Linked DNA regions of Sus scrofa: regions 1, 2, 3 and 5 are each linked to region 4. Evidence: chromatin contacts called from public HiChIP or PLAC-seq data. All regions are on one chromosome and are shown on one strand. Each heading gives the region's core, a stretch centred on a gene start, on an enhancer-like site or on the middle of the called end of the contact. The rest is flanking DNA. Distances are from core to core; before and after follow the strand shown. Region 1 has its middle 85 kb from the start of MCFD2. Region 2 has its middle 65 kb from the start of MCFD2. Region 3 overlaps LOC110260019 (a long non-coding RNA gene). Region 4 has its middle 27 kb from the start of SOCS5. Region 5 overlaps ATP6V1E2 (V-type proton ATPase subunit E 2).

The links. HiChIP or PLAC-seq counts read pairs in DNA pulled down with a chosen protein or histone mark.
Region 1: an H3K27ac HiChIP or PLAC-seq map of alveolar macrophages shows a contact between it and region 4. The contact joins two enhancer-like sites. A contact is called at or near these places in 2 of 2 datasets of contacts at active chromatin or transcription factors (alveolar macrophages and skeletal muscle).
Region 2: an H3K27ac HiChIP or PLAC-seq map of alveolar macrophages shows a contact between it and region 4. The contact joins two enhancer-like sites. A contact is called at or near these places in 2 of 2 datasets of contacts at active chromatin or transcription factors (alveolar macrophages and skeletal muscle).
Region 3: an H3K27ac HiChIP or PLAC-seq map of alveolar macrophages shows a contact between it and region 4. The contact joins two enhancer-like sites. A contact is called at or near these places in 1 of 5 promoter capture datasets (fetal skeletal muscle), 8 of 47 Hi-C or Micro-C datasets (blood, brain, epiblast stem cells and 4 more) and 2 of 2 datasets of contacts at active chromatin or transcription factors (alveolar macrophages and skeletal muscle).
Region 5: an H3K27ac HiChIP or PLAC-seq map of alveolar macrophages shows a contact between it and region 4. The contact joins two enhancer-like sites. A contact is called at or near these places in 1 of 5 promoter capture datasets (liver), 21 of 47 Hi-C or Micro-C datasets (alveolar macrophages, blood, brain and 12 more) and 2 of 2 datasets of contacts at active chromatin or transcription factors (alveolar macrophages and skeletal muscle).

Annotation. Positions count from the first base shown.
Region 1 is chr3:93,704,581-93,707,280 of Sscrofa11.1, forward strand. No RefSeq gene overlaps it. Among named protein-coding and RNA genes, the nearest start is that of MCFD2, 85 kb to the left of the region's middle. Within about 2 kb of position 1,296, at least 4 of the 83 cell types and tissues checked have an H3K27ac peak or open chromatin away from gene starts, as enhancers often do. A contact at or near this core is called in alveolar macrophages, where this site is marked.
Region 2 is chr3:93,684,533-93,687,232 of Sscrofa11.1, forward strand. No RefSeq gene overlaps it. Among named protein-coding and RNA genes, the nearest start is that of MCFD2, 65 kb to the left of the region's middle. Within about 2 kb of position 1,444, at least 29 of the 83 cell types and tissues checked have an H3K27ac peak or open chromatin away from gene starts, as enhancers often do. A contact at or near this core is called in alveolar macrophages, where this site is marked.
Region 3 is chr3:93,653,879-93,656,578 of Sscrofa11.1, forward strand. LOC110260019 (a long non-coding RNA gene) reads right to left here. Exons shown (of 3, transcript XR_002342725.1): 2 at 2,366-2,556; 3 at 1-1,882. Among named protein-coding and RNA genes, the nearest start is that of MCFD2, 34 kb to the left of the region's middle. Within about 2 kb of position 1,428, at least 9 of the 83 cell types and tissues checked have an H3K27ac peak or open chromatin away from gene starts, as enhancers often do. A contact at or near this core is called in alveolar macrophages, where this site is marked.
Region 4 is chr3:93,880,108-93,882,920 of Sscrofa11.1, forward strand. It overlaps a transcript of SOCS5 not described here. Among named protein-coding and RNA genes, the nearest start is that of SOCS5, 27 kb to the left of the region's middle. Within about 2 kb of position 1,359, at least 9 of the 83 cell types and tissues checked have an H3K27ac peak or open chromatin away from gene starts, as enhancers often do. A contact at or near this core is called in alveolar macrophages, where this site is marked.
Region 5 is chr3:94,072,850-94,075,722 of Sscrofa11.1, forward strand. It overlaps ATP6V1E2 (V-type proton ATPase subunit E 2), which reads left to right. Exons shown (of 5, transcript XR_002342728.1): 4 at 1,452-1,525. Among named protein-coding and RNA genes, the nearest start is that of TMEM247, 7.3 kb to the left of the region's middle. Within about 2 kb of position 1,367, at least 2 of the 83 cell types and tissues checked have an H3K27ac peak or open chromatin away from gene starts, as enhancers often do. A contact at or near this core is called in alveolar macrophages, where this site is marked.

The DNA of each region.
Region 1 (2,700 bases), core at 46-2,545, 180 kb before region 4:
CAAATATAAGACTTTTTCTGTATTGTGGTAACATTTACATAATGTAAAACTTACTGTTTTAATCACTTAAAAAGACACCAATCCAGTGGCATTTATTCCATTCACAGTGTGTGCAGCCATCGTCATTATCTATTTCTAGCACATTTTCATCACCCCAAAAGGAAACCCCATACTTATTTTTATTTATATAATTTTTGCTTTTTAGGGCCGCACCCATGACATATGGAGGTTCCCAGGCTAGGGGTCTAATCGGAGCCACTGCTGCTGGCCTACGCCATAGCCACAGCAACTCGGGATCTGATTCGTGTCTGCGACTACACCATAGCTCACAGCAATGCTGGATCCTTAACCCACTGAATAAGGCCAGGGATCGGATCCACAGCCTCATGGTTCCTAGTTGGATTTGGTTCCACTGTACCATGACAGGAACTCTGGAAACCCCATACTTATTAAGCAGTCATTCCCCATTCCTCCCTGTTCAGCCTCGAGATGTACTCCCCCCAACCCACATCTTCACATCTGAGATGGAGCTGTGCTTACAATCAAAAGCATCTCATAATCACTGTTTCTCAGCCCCATATCATTATCACTGCTTGCTTGAGTATGAACTTGGCAATTGTTCTTTAGTAGAATTTTATGCATTCTTAAAATTTTATCTATTGAGTTTAACTATCATTCAAACTGCTTTTAAGAATGTCATGATTCAGGAGTTCCCATCGTGGCGCAGAGGAAACAAATCCAACTAGGAACCATGAGGTTGCGGGTTCCATCCCTGGCCTTGCTTAGTGGGTTAAGGATCTGGTGTTGCCGTGAGCTGTGGTGTAGTTTGCAGATGTGGCTCGGATCTGGCATTGCTGTGGCTGTGGCATAGCCTGGCGGCTGTGGCTCTGATTGGACCCCTAGCCTGGGAACCTCCATATGCCTTGGGTGTGACCCTAAAAGGAAAAAAGAGAAAAACAAAAAAACAAAAAACGGAAAAGAATGCTGTGATTCAGCAGAGGAATGAAATGTTGAGTGCAAAGAAAGACATGAAACAGAGTGACAAGGCAAAAATGCAATATAAACGAAGCAGATATTCATCATCAGAGGAATCCCCATAGTCTGTGCTTCTTCCAAAGCAACAACCAAGTGCTTTATGGGACAGAAAGGCAGATACAAATAGATGAAGCTGTGTTATATTTTGTTAATGAGATACTTCGCGAACGATGGACTGCCACATTTGAAGCAAGGCAACTGAAGGCTGGAGATATTATGAAACCCCTTGGCATAGATAATAAAATATTTCAAAGTAATGGGAAGTTGGTGTGACTGGTTCATGCGTCACATGGGACAATTACTAAGGCATCCTGTCTCAGTTGAATGGCAGTGTTACTTTTCTTGATGGTACATAAAAAACAGTGTTTCATACAAATGAAGCCATCTTAAAATGATGATAAAGCATTATTATCACATTGCAAGTTATTTTCATTTACTTGTATTTTTCTCCCAATAGACAGTCAATGTGTTGCAGAAAAAGAGTTTGTCTTACTACTGAATCTTCAGTGCCTGGTCCAGTTGTTCAATCTCTGGCTTCACTCAGTGAGTTAAGGATCCAACATTGCCAAGAGCTGTGGTGTAGGTCACAGACGTGGCTTGGATCTGACATTGCTATGGCTGTGGTATAGGCCAGCAGCTGCAGCTCCAATTTGACCCCTAGCCTGGTAACCTCTGTATGCTGCGGGTGCAGCCCTAAGAAAAAAAGACCAAAAAAATAAAAAAATAAAATTCCTTTCTTTCCGGGTGCTCAATACAAAATTGTTAGTAGTTGCTTTGTACCAAGTAGGATTTTGTTTGGCTCTAATGATAGAACACTCAAAATAATAATGGCTTAAACAAAATGGAAGTCTGCTAACCCTGCAGATAAACAAAGTATGGAAGTAAATAGCCTAGTGATTGTAGTGTAGCTCCATGATCATCAGGATTTTAGGTTCCTTGAGTCATGCTGCTTTGCCAACCACAAACTTGGCATCCATCATATGGCCCGCATATGGCTGCTTGAGCTCCAGCCATCACGTCCACATTCCAGCTGGCAGAAAGTAGGAAAGGAGGGAAGAAAAAGGACATCTCTATTTTTATGAATCCTTCCTCCAAAATCATAAATGACACCCTGTTTATATCCATTGGCAAGAACCTGACTACATTTAACCACATAGAAACTGGGAAATACAAGCTATCATCCAGGCAGCCATGTACCCCACTAAAATTTAAGGGTTCCATTACCAAGGAAGAAGGGGAAAATGAATGCTGAGGCACAAATAGCAGGCTCTACTGTACTCATTAAACTCCATGGTGCTGAGTACAAGTGGGTTCCATGACGGCAATGGAAGGTCTTCAGGTGGAGATGGGGCAGGGGCAGGGCTGTGAAAGGTGAGCATGATTTTTTTTTTTTTTTTTTTTAGGGCTGCCCCTGCAGCATATGGAAGTTCCTGGGCTAGGGGTCAAATTGAGCTTTAGCCTCCAGCCTACACCACAGCCACAGCAACGTGGGATATGAGCTGCGTCTGTGACCTACACCACAGCTCATGGCAACACCAGATCCTTAACCCACTGAGTGAGGCCAGGGATCGAACCCTTGTCCTCATGGATACTAGTCAGGTTCTTAACCTACTGATCCACAATGGGAACTCCCAAGATGAGTGTGATTTAAATGAGCAGGAAGAA
Region 2 (2,700 bases), core at 194-2,693, 200 kb before region 4:
TCTACTGAGATGGAAACTTGGCCCGCGACCAGTCCTGGATGTGCTCGCAGTGTGGCTGGGCTCAGGCCAAGCCCACGGTAATTATAATCACATGTGAGGCTCTCACTGGCTTGCTGGGCGCTGGGGCCCTGGGAGACGCACGGCTGCCAGAGGGAAGGGCACTGGGCTGGGTGTCGGGATTCTGAGCAGTGTGCAGACGGTGTGGCCTCGGGCTTCTGCCCTCACCTCTCTGACCCTCAGTTTCTTTGTTGCTAAAATGCAGGGATTGGCTCACAGGCTCTCTAGGGATCCAGGATCTCAGGACATAAGGACAAGCTCTCCAGTGTCCCTTTGGTCGTCCCTACCCCAGCCCGGCCTTGCATGTACCAGGGAGGGACCAGGGCCAAGGTGTGGCTGGAGGGCTCCAGGAAGACCAGCCCCTGCCCTGTCCTCAACCAAGATGCCTTTTCACAGGTCACGGAGAAAGGACGGGCCCTCTGAGACTGTCATTATCTCGTGATCGTAAGCCCAGGGGTAGGGGGTGTGGGATACCAGGGTGGGATTGCGGGTGCTTAGAGAAGAGTCTGGAGAGAGAGGCAGAAGAGTATCTAAGACAGCTGCCACCAGCTACCCTATGGCACAAGGGCAAACCTGCTCCCTGTCCCCCATTAACCGAGGAATTAGGGCTTGATTTAATCTGCTTGATTGAATCTGCCTCTGGTGTAACATTATTCTGAGCACCAGTGGGGCAGCCCAAAGAGTTTTTACCCAGTGGATTGTTGTGGCCTTTTCCATTCACATGGGAGGCTCAGGAAGCCTGAGAATAAGGAGCAGCTGAAGAGCTGTGAACAGTGGTTACCCAGGTCATTGGTACAGCCAGGAGCAGGGGGAACATTCACAAGCACACAGTCTGAGTAGAGGTGGTGGTGAGAAGTTTCTTCAACTTCGCCATAACCCCTGGCCCGCTTCCCTCACTTCTCTCTTTGTCCGTCTCTCTCTCTCTCTCTCTCTCTCTCTCTCTCTCTCTTCCTCCTCTGCTGCCTTTCTCTTTCCTCTTTTCTAGTAAGAGAAGCAGAATGACTCAGTGGAAAGAGGATGGCTCAGGAGTCAGGCGGCTTTGACCTGTCAGGCTTCTATGACACCGGGGCAATGCTACCCTCGCCTTGGTATTGTTGGGAAGATTAAATAGGATACAGTACGAAACAACTTCAGGTAGTACATAGGAAAATGTTAATAAAAGACAGCCAATGTTATCATTTACCCAACACATCAGCGGAAGCTTGTCTTAAGAGATTGGCTGTACTTGATTAACGTTTGTTCCCATTCTTAATAGAAATTAGGGAATGTAAACTTGTTTTTTTCCCTTGCTCTTACAAAATGGAATGGCCATACTCAGAGAGATTACTCCAGACTCCCTTGTGGCTTCTAGTTTTTCCCCGTGCGTGTCAGCAGACCTGGAGGGAAGGCAGGCTCGCCCTTGAGCTGGCCCTGCTGGCCACAATTTCTTGGATCTCGTGATGGGTAAGGGCGGGCCAGGGGGGTTCTCCTGGCTGGAACATGTCTCCGAGGAGAGCTTTGATGTTAACCTCATGGTTCCAAGGCCGCACACCCACGATGGCTCCTACTAGACAAACAAAAAACAAACCCAGGGGCCAATTCCTCACTTTACATCAAAGGTTTCACTTTCTAGGAGGAACCTTTTACATTCCAGAGGGATTTTTTTCCCTCACATCACTTGACATGCCTTCATTACCTGTGCCAGTTGGGGTTCAGGTAACAGAGAAACAGAAGCCACATACACAGGGTACCCCAAGCACATGGAGTTTTCATAGTGGGGATTTAGAGGCTTACACAACTGATGGGAAGGCTAGATGAGGGCAGTCGGGGAAGCCACCGTCAGACCCCACAAAATCAGGAAGTGCCAGGACTGCAGAGAAGATGCCGAGATCGTTCCAGTGTCCCCAAAGCATCAACTTGGGCAGCTGCAGAGGTCAGCTGCACACCTGTCCATGCCAATTCAGAGAAGCCGAGCTCTCCTCATCTGTAGCCTGACGAATCTCATGCAAGTGACAGTATTGCCAGGATCTTACTTAGAACCATACTGGCAAGGAACTTGGCAAGACCCCCTAGCTCCTGCTGGAGACAGAGGAATGTGCAGAGTTGGGTGGGGATGCTCTGGTCCCGGCTGAGCTGGAGGACCAGCACCCCTTTAGCACCTCCTTTCTCGTCTGCTCGGTCGAGTGGCCGCTCCCATTTCCTTGGCCGCATTTGGCAGGAGCCCCGCTCATGGGGTTCATGAGCCACTGTGTCCAGGGAAGCCGGGAAAGGGCACAGGAATAGAAAAGAAGAAGAGACGTTTTAAAACATGTAGAGACATGAATAAAGCCAGTTTAAAAAACAATAACTGTCTTTGCCAAGGGAACACGCTGTAGTCCCAACGCTCAGAAAGAGGGAGGAGATTGGATGTTAGCAAACAGCTGTTGGGGGCCTGGTCAAGCCACTCCTCTCTCTGCCCTCTTCTTCATCCATGAAGAGAGGTGTTAAATGTGCACGTCCCTCTCAGTCCTGACCTCCCTGATTCTCTCATTTGTGGGGATGGAAATCTCCTGTGCTTGGCACTGGGATGTGACTCTTCCTGTCTCACCTCCTGCTTCCCTGGATTCTTCCCTCCAGCCCCAAAAGATGCTCCGACGTCTGCATCCTTCAGAGACAGACAACCAA
Region 3 (2,700 bases), core at 178-2,677, 230 kb before region 4:
CCACAATGGCAAGAACCATTTCAAGGATGCAGGAGCCATTGGCTAAATAGTTGTTTAATGAATTAATGACTGCTTTTCTGGGTTGTATAAATTGCTCATTGAACATCTAATAATTTTATCAGTACTAAAGAGTAGGGAGAGCAGTAAAAACATACAAAAAATAAGATGTGCTCTAATGAAAATTTATATCCTTAAATGCCTTCATTAAAACAAATATCAACAACCCACAGAAGCTTGAATACTGGATGAATAAACAGATGTTGAGCAGGGCTTCTGCTGCAGTGTCAGCTTTGGTAGGAGACATTGTCAGGTCCAGGGACCCCCAGCCCTGGGGAGCTTCTCAAGAGCATGCAGAGTCTCCCCCGGAATGTCAGCACGGGACCCTGAGACCCCCAAGCCACCTAAGGGCTGATCTGCTGGCCAAGGGAAGGGGAGGCTTTGAACCTGGGAGCGTTTATGGCTTTGACAGTCGAGTGAACTGACTTTTTGTTATAGAAAATGGGACTCTTTATTTATACCCAAGAGTAACTGGAACGCTATGGAACCCGCTTTCGATTTCATTAGAAGAACACAGGTTGCTGGAGACTCTTTTGAGCCTCTGTGTGCGCCTCCTGAGGCAGCGCATTAAGTGAATTCTACCTGTCAGTGATAAGAGCTGTACTGTCCTTGAAGGAGCCTTGTTGTTGCCCGCCCGTGTTTGTTTCTTCCAGCCTGCTGCCCCTTGCAGTCCTGGTGCTCAGTCCGTGCCCAAAGTCGTCTGCAAACGTCTGTCCGTGGAATAAAAGGGGATCCTCAGGCAGCTGGGTGTGCTCAGTCAGGCTGCTTGGTGAAGGTCGGAGGAGTAAGAAAGCGGGACGGAGATGACGCATGCGCCTGTGAGGACGCCGCGGCAGGGGGCGGGGGAGCACGCAGTGGTTGTGTGCATGGGTGGGAGCCTTTAGACAGCCTAAGCTTCTGGGCTCAGATCAGGTGCAGCTGCTCCCCCAGGTGCTTGCACCCAGGCCTCTTCACAGGGTCTCTGTTGCCCGTGGGGTGTGGGGAGTCCGCATTATGGCTTCATGTAAATGAGCCTGGGCAGAAACTGTGTCCTGTTTCTGGTCTCCCCCCTCCCACCAGCTTGCACTTGCTAAAAGCTTGCTGTTGATTCATCGACTGGCAGGGCAGGGTAGGGGTAAGCTCTCAACTTGGCTGTACATCAGAATCACCTGGGCGGCTTTTAAAGCTCCCAGTGCCCAGGCCCACCCTGGACCAGTTACATCAGAATCTCTGGGGGTGGGACCCCGTCAAGAAGACTTTTTAAAGACCCTCTTCTTATGCCCATGCCCTGCAGTTGAGACCAACAGAGGGAGCCAGGTTGAGAGCTGGGAATATACTTGCATTCCGGCTGCCTATCCTGGCCTCATCCTAGCCCTGGCTGACCCCCATACACTCTCTAGAACACATACTTGGGCTTAATGGCAGGGGTGAGGCTGAGGTGATCCCCGCCATCTGTGGGGCTGCCTCTGGCTGTGGAAGATGTGACAAGGTCACCAGCAGCGTGGGCTGGATTTCTCACAAGTGCGATTTATGAGGCAAAAATTTCTCTCTTCATAAAAATGTCCCCGGTTCCTGTTGCGAAGGGTAATTGAGGCTTTTAGCTTCTGTGTCACGGTCATCACCCATTTCTTTATATGCCTGGTGGTATCGCCCACGGGGAATTAAGTCATATTCTTGGTCAGTGAGTAACATAGAGGTAGCGTGAACTGGACATCCAGGCCAGGTGACTCAGCCAGGACCAGAGTCCCTGGGGAGCATCTCTTCCTGTCCCTGTCCCTGGGTTCACTCAGACCACGCCGGGGGCGGGAGGGAGCAGAAACATCTGGAACGGCTCCTGCTTTCTTGTCTGTAAAAGGGGGGTAACGTGAGGGTTAAAGGAGGCCATGAATGTGAAAAATCTGGTGTGTAGTGGGTGATGGCTCATTTAAGCCACCTGACTGCTGCTTGCATTTCCACCGTTCCTCCCTTTCCCCACAGGGCCCCAAACACACAAACACAATTTTACCTGCAGCAGGAGCTGAGAAAGATTGGTGCACTGAATTCCAAACACCGGGGGTTCGGGCCAGAGGTAATACTCTTGGGGGATTTTAGGCCCCTTCCCCTTCCCTGCCATGAAGTCCTGCCCTCCCTCCCTTCAGTGCGCAGTCCAGCTGCAGGGCTCGCCCCTTCCCTGAGAGGGAGCCCCCTAGTGGCAGGCTGAAGGTCCCCTGCACATCTCTGGCGGCCTTCTCACCTCACCTGCAACCCTAAGTGGTACATAGACCCAGGAACAAAAATCTCTATCATTCTTCCTCTTGACAGATAAGGGAACAGACTCAGAGAAGCTTACCTTTTTGTCCAGGTCACAGAACTAGTTCCTCTATTCCAGTCATTTTTCCCAGTCTCGCTGCCCAGCTTTGACTCTGGGGATGAGAGCGCCCCCTGGAGGGTTCTCCTGGGAGTGGAGTCTTGAGGCTCGCTCCCCAGGGCCAGGGTGTTGAACTGAGAAGTCAAAGGACTGCAGATGGGGAAGTAGGCTGTCTGGGCAGAGAAAGGATGGGCCATGAGGGTTGGTGCAGGCCAGGTCCACTGCTCCAGTGCAGCCGAGGCACTGACTCATCAGGAAAAAGTGGCCGATTGTTGACTAGCCAGCGAGTTTGTCCTGAAAGAGCGTGTCCGTGGTGC
Region 4 (2,813 bases), core at 109-2,608:
GACTCTACCAGGTCAGAATCTAAAAACAGCACCACATTTCCCAAATGCGATTTAGTTTGACAGATTCTCCTTTGCTGACTCAAATCAGGTCAGATGCTCACTGAAGCATCCACTATGCAGATCCCAGGGAACACGGCTTCTCTTCATGTTTACACTCTGTGGGTATGAGAGGGCCACCAGGCAGACAGATCCATCCATGTGGCACTGGCACCAAAGCTGCATGGAGGAACAGCAATCTTGTGGGGAGTTTTCCTTGGCACTCCTGATCAAAGTCATTGCCAACTGCCAGGTCAGTGACCAGAGAGCTTATTTCCTCTGGGGAGATGAGTTATCATAGAAAATCTAGACCAGACCCCTGTGGAGTAGCACCTCAAGAACTTTAGTTTTCATCATGGAATAAGTCCCGAGGCATCTTCTTCCTGAGCAAGCGCCAGAGCTTCTATCTCAAATACAGACCAAGGCCATTCTAGGAAGAGAAATGAGGGCTGGACAGCCATGGAATTGGGGCTGGGTAGGAATGCCTTGCACCTGTTGCTTCCGTTCCCTAGGCAACCTGATTTGGGGCCTGTCTCAGGTTTCTCTGATTGGGAGAATCATGGGCTCCCTCATCAATCTATTGTGGAGAAGCCGGAGTCACAAGGGGAGAGGTCCAGCTATAGTGGGGAAGTACATAACACCGTGCAAAGAGCAATGCTGCTGGTTACCAAGCATGAACAAGACAAGAACTCATGTTCCTCCATGTAAAGAATTAGAGCAACACTTGCCTGGACCCCTTGAGAAAGTTTCTCTTAAAATTCAAGGGAGCGAGAAACATACGCTCCAGTGAAGTTCTCCATCACATAAGTCTCCTGACCTGGGAAACAATATCAAAACATTTCCATTTAAATCTGGAGGTAAAAATACCTGTTATTTCCTTGCGTGCCTGTCCCTTACATCAATATTATTGTAGAAGGATTGGCTGGTGCTCATGATGTGTTTCAGTTACAAGGCAGATGAGTTTCAGAAAATTATTGTTTATGACATTTGAGAGTCTGTCAATGTTCTGGTATCATAAGAGAAGATAAAGGTTAGTCCTGAGGTACAACTCCTAGAAGACAAGCACAGGACCTGATGGTGAGCTCTTAACAGGACTGGCATTTCACAGCAGAGCTGCCATGAGTGAGATCAGCATTAATTAATAACACCTTGACGTACAGCAGGACATTGTTTGGCAGCCTAGAAAAGTCCGGTCAAGACAGGCGAGGGTCTGAGCCTCAGGGCTGGAGATTTGCATGCTGAGGCAACCAGGAGGACCAGGGTCAAGCGAGGTCTCTGAATAATGGGGATGACAATACTCTTGACTGATTCCTAAGGACAAAGCATGAGTAAGAGTTAGGGGGTGTGTGGTACATTGCATAAGGCAATTTACCACAAGTCTGCCATATATAGGGTTGTATATTTGATTTTTCACGGCTTGTTTTTGGATGATGATGTGTATTTGCAGTAGACATTTATGTCCTGAATGTCATCACTTTCTCCCGACATGGACTAGGCTGAAAATTTTAGGAACCTGTTTTTGCCATTATAGGTGGTTCACAGAGTTGGGAGAGGAAGACATTTCCACTCCTTAAACAAGGTGATGTTTGGGGATTAATTGGATGTGTGAGATTTTAATTCTTTGATACCTACCCTCTGGAAATGTGTCCAAAACGGTTTGACTAAAGCACAGTCCCCAAAGCAATAGCATAGATTTGGGGATGGTTGGGCAGGATCTGTACCTGGGCTTCCTCTGTGTAAGGCCATTGGATTGGAGAGGGTTTTCTTTGGTAGCAACTCTTCTCCTTCTGCATAAACTGTTCTGTTCAGCCCTTTCCAGTGTCCTCTCAATATTTATGGCCTCCTTTCTCTTCCAATTGTTTATCCCATGCTGCTCTGTGATTACTCTTTTCTATCAAGCCAGAAGCTCCCCAGTGCTGGAATCTGCTTCCTCGTTAGCCAGGATTTCCCCAGAGCAGGGACTGGATCTCTTCTGACTAGTCTGGGTTACTTCTGGGTAGAAGCTCACTCTTCACCCCTGTCTGCTCCCCAGGCCCCTTGTGGGGAGAAGGCTGTTGTTAGCTGCTTGGCCTCAGGTTGCCATCTAATCACGTGGTTGCAACAGGACCACAGGTGAATAAGCCTCCTTTCTGCTGTAAAACATTTAGTCACAGCCGGAGCTCGTTCACAGGCCTTGGAGTCCATTGAAAGTTTTTGGTGCTTACCAGTCTGCTTCTTCGTTCTCTTGTGTGCTCCCCCTGCCCCTGCCCATCTATGTTTTCTGCTTACTTTCAGTAACCTAATGGGAAAGCCTTGAATGTGGGAGAACCTCTTCTACATCTGCCTTGTACATTTTGTACAAAAACAAAAAGTAAAATATACTGTAAAGGCCTGGCGCTCTCAGGAGTCTGTACAGTTGGTGGCGTCATTGCCCGTGAACTGGTGAAGGTGGGAGCCTGGGGTGAGCGTGGCAGCTGGAGGCCTGTTAGAGAGTTTTGGAGCCCCTTCTTGAAGCTTCACCATATCATATAGCCCCTGATTATTTGGATCCATCTGGGGCAACTGCTTGGCCTAGAATTGTCCCCCAAGTGCTTTTTGGAAAAAAAAAAAAAAAAAAAAAAAAAAGAATTGGCTGCATTGAGCAGAGTAGAGTTAGTGTTTTTAATAGCCTGAAAAATGATATCCAGATGTTCCACACAAAGAAGGGGGCCCTTCCCTCTAATTTCGAGCCTGCCACAGCGATCCTCAGCCTGGTCCCTCCCATCTGGACAGTCGCCCTGTGCTCTCTGGGGGTCTAC
Region 5 (2,873 bases), core at 117-2,616, 190 kb after region 4:
TCCCTGTATTAAAGCCTTTCCTGTTGGAAATACTGAAAGTGGTTTTTTGGGGGGGCTTCAAGGAGCTAGAACTCAAAGCCTCTGGCCAAGACAAGAATTACCCCACCTATCTCATTGTAATGCTCCCTCCCCCACCTCGAGCAAGCTGGCCTCTCCTTCCTGCCCTCTCCTAAGAAAGGTATGTGGTCCACTCCTCACCTTGCCCCTCCAGGGCCCTCATATACCCCCAACCCACCAGCAAGTGTATCCTAAGACCCCTCTTACCCCATCCAATCAGCAGGTCAGCAGATGTATCCTAAGACCTCTCCTCTTACCCTGGGCTGTAAAAACAGACACCACCATGCACCCTGCCCGGGGTGGAGGGGGTCGGATGGGCTCTCTCGCATCACCAGGAAGTTGGCCCACTGTGCTAGCAGTGTTTCTTATCTCAATAAACTCTTCTTCTTCATCACCTCGCTAGGCTGGAAAATTCTTCTTTCTGACCCGCCTGCACAGACCACAACAGTTTCTGTTTTCCTGACTGAACCCTGGCTCGTAGAGTGGATGTTCAAGAGGAAGCAGTGACCTACGTGCTCAGGGATTTTGGGGGGAAATCCGACTGAGGAGGGCTGCTTGAGCACAGCCCTTCCTGGGCATATGTAGGGACGTGTGTGAAGGCGTGTGGATGTCCAGGTCACTCAGGAGCTGTCCTCTTGCTCCTTTACCGCCCCTGCCCAACCAGTCCCTGCTTTGCCTGTGCCCTTCTCACGTGACTACCCAGCCCTCTTAATCATGAAACTTAATCAGTAACTGCCAGTGTGCTTGCCCCCTGCCCCAGCTAGTGATTGTTCTAATCTAGCTCCACCTTCTAGTTCATTAAAGGAAACATCTGCCCTCATGTTGGTTGGTAACCGAAGAGGTTGAGAGGGATGTGCCCCAGCTGCTTGTTTCCCTGGTAATGGATGAGCCAACCTGACATCAATTCCCTCTATAAATGGTAATCCCCTCCTTTGGGTCCCCTTCCCCTGTAAATAAACCAAGAAACCATTAAACTGTTGCTCTTTCCAGGCTCCCTCTTTGGTCTCCAGGCTGGGCAACAAGAAGGCTTGCAGGCCGTGGGGTGCAGCCCAACAGCATGTGTATGAGTGTTGAATTAGTTGGGGTCTCATCAGGAGACAGAAACCATACAGTAATTCCAACAAGGAAGGTAGAACCATTAACTAGTGACAGAGGATTGGCTCCTTAGGGGTAAAGAGAACTCTAAATAAAAATGGAATGAATTTGGGAGAGGTGCCCCCTAGAGGCTGCAATTCAGGTCTCATTAGAGAGGGTGGCGATGGAGCCACTGAATGTGTAAAAGTTCGCTGAGGTCAAGGTCAAGCAGATCTAGACTGGCAAGCAGGACGCTGTCCACTGGGGTGCCAACAAAACTCACCCAGAAGCTGCCTAGAAGATGGTGTTAAACTTTCCAGGAAGTCACTGGAGAACCTCAGCTGGGGAACTTGTTGGGACGAACAAAACCTGAAGCCCCTGAAACTCTCTGGAGGTGAGTACCACCTTGTGTGCCAGCCCAGCTTTGTGGGAGTAAGAAAAAATGAAAAAGCAGCCTCTTCTTCCTCTGATGGCTCTCTAGCGCCCTCTACTGACAAAACTTAATATCATGGGCTGGCAGGGGAAATGCTTATGAGGTTTTGCTTCAGTATCAGGAGCTGGGTAATTAAGGGTGGATTTACAGCTGAGAGGAAATAAATTGATAACTGACACCACATTCATGTACTAGGACTTCAGTTTCCTTTCAACATGCCTGCATTAATGCCCTGGGGGAAGCTCCTGACTTTTTAAGAAATTTGCCCCAAACAATTTTTCACAAGCCTCTTCCAGGTTCATGACCCTGTGCTAGGTACCGAGGAGGAGAGCATCAAGGATCATCATATGTAGTTAGTTCTTACCTGTGCAGCACATGTAATCTATCGGGAGAGAGAGAATGCTTCTTGATGTTCCCTAGCTCTCCTGCCTTACTAACATTTTTTGCTGGCAGTTTTCTCAGGCTACAAAACGCTCTCTTCTTCTTTTTTTAAATTGTCTTTTTCTCCTTTTAGGGCCACACCTGTGGCATGTGGAGGTTCCCAGGCTAGGGGTTTAATCGGAACTGTAGCTGCCAGCCTACGCCAGGGCCACAGCAATGCCAGATTCGAACCACGTCTGCGACCTGCACCACAGCTCACGGCAGTGCCGGATCCTTAACCCACTGAGCAAGGTCAGGGATCGAACCTGCAACCTCATGGTTCCTAGTCAGATTTGTTTCTGCTTCGCCACCACGGGAACTCCAGAATCCTCTCTTCTTTAGCCCCATCCATGAAAGTCCCTCCAGCCTTTAGGGCCCAACCCAGCTACCACCCCCTGTGAAACTGTGCTTTGTGTCTCTCTGGCTGCTTTGTGTTCAATGATCTGGTGCGTGTTTCGTCCTCCCCCTAGTGGAGGATGAGGGCAGGGCAACTGCCTGCTCACAGCAGGTGCCAGTAAAGGGTCTGTGCAGCCGATGGCCCTGGTCAGGCTGTGGCTCCCTTCCTGCTTGCGAATGTGACACAGGCAGGCAGAGCAGACGGTCAAGGAGCTACACCTTCTCCTTTATGTCCTTATACCTTCCAAACAGAACCAGAGGCCTCACTTCTGCCCGCTTTCTTTCTTTGATCCCTCTACTCCGATGAGGGGGAACTAGCAGCAGAGGGAGTCCCACAAAGTTGAGTGTAAATTAAGTTTTGTGAGTTTAACCCTATTTTAAATGTTTGGGAAGTAGGGTGATGGGTGTGGGAACTTTGCTACTTAAAGGAATTTTGTGCCTCCTTTCACAAAGCTGCTTTCCCCCGGTCTAGAATGTCTGTAAATCCAATGGC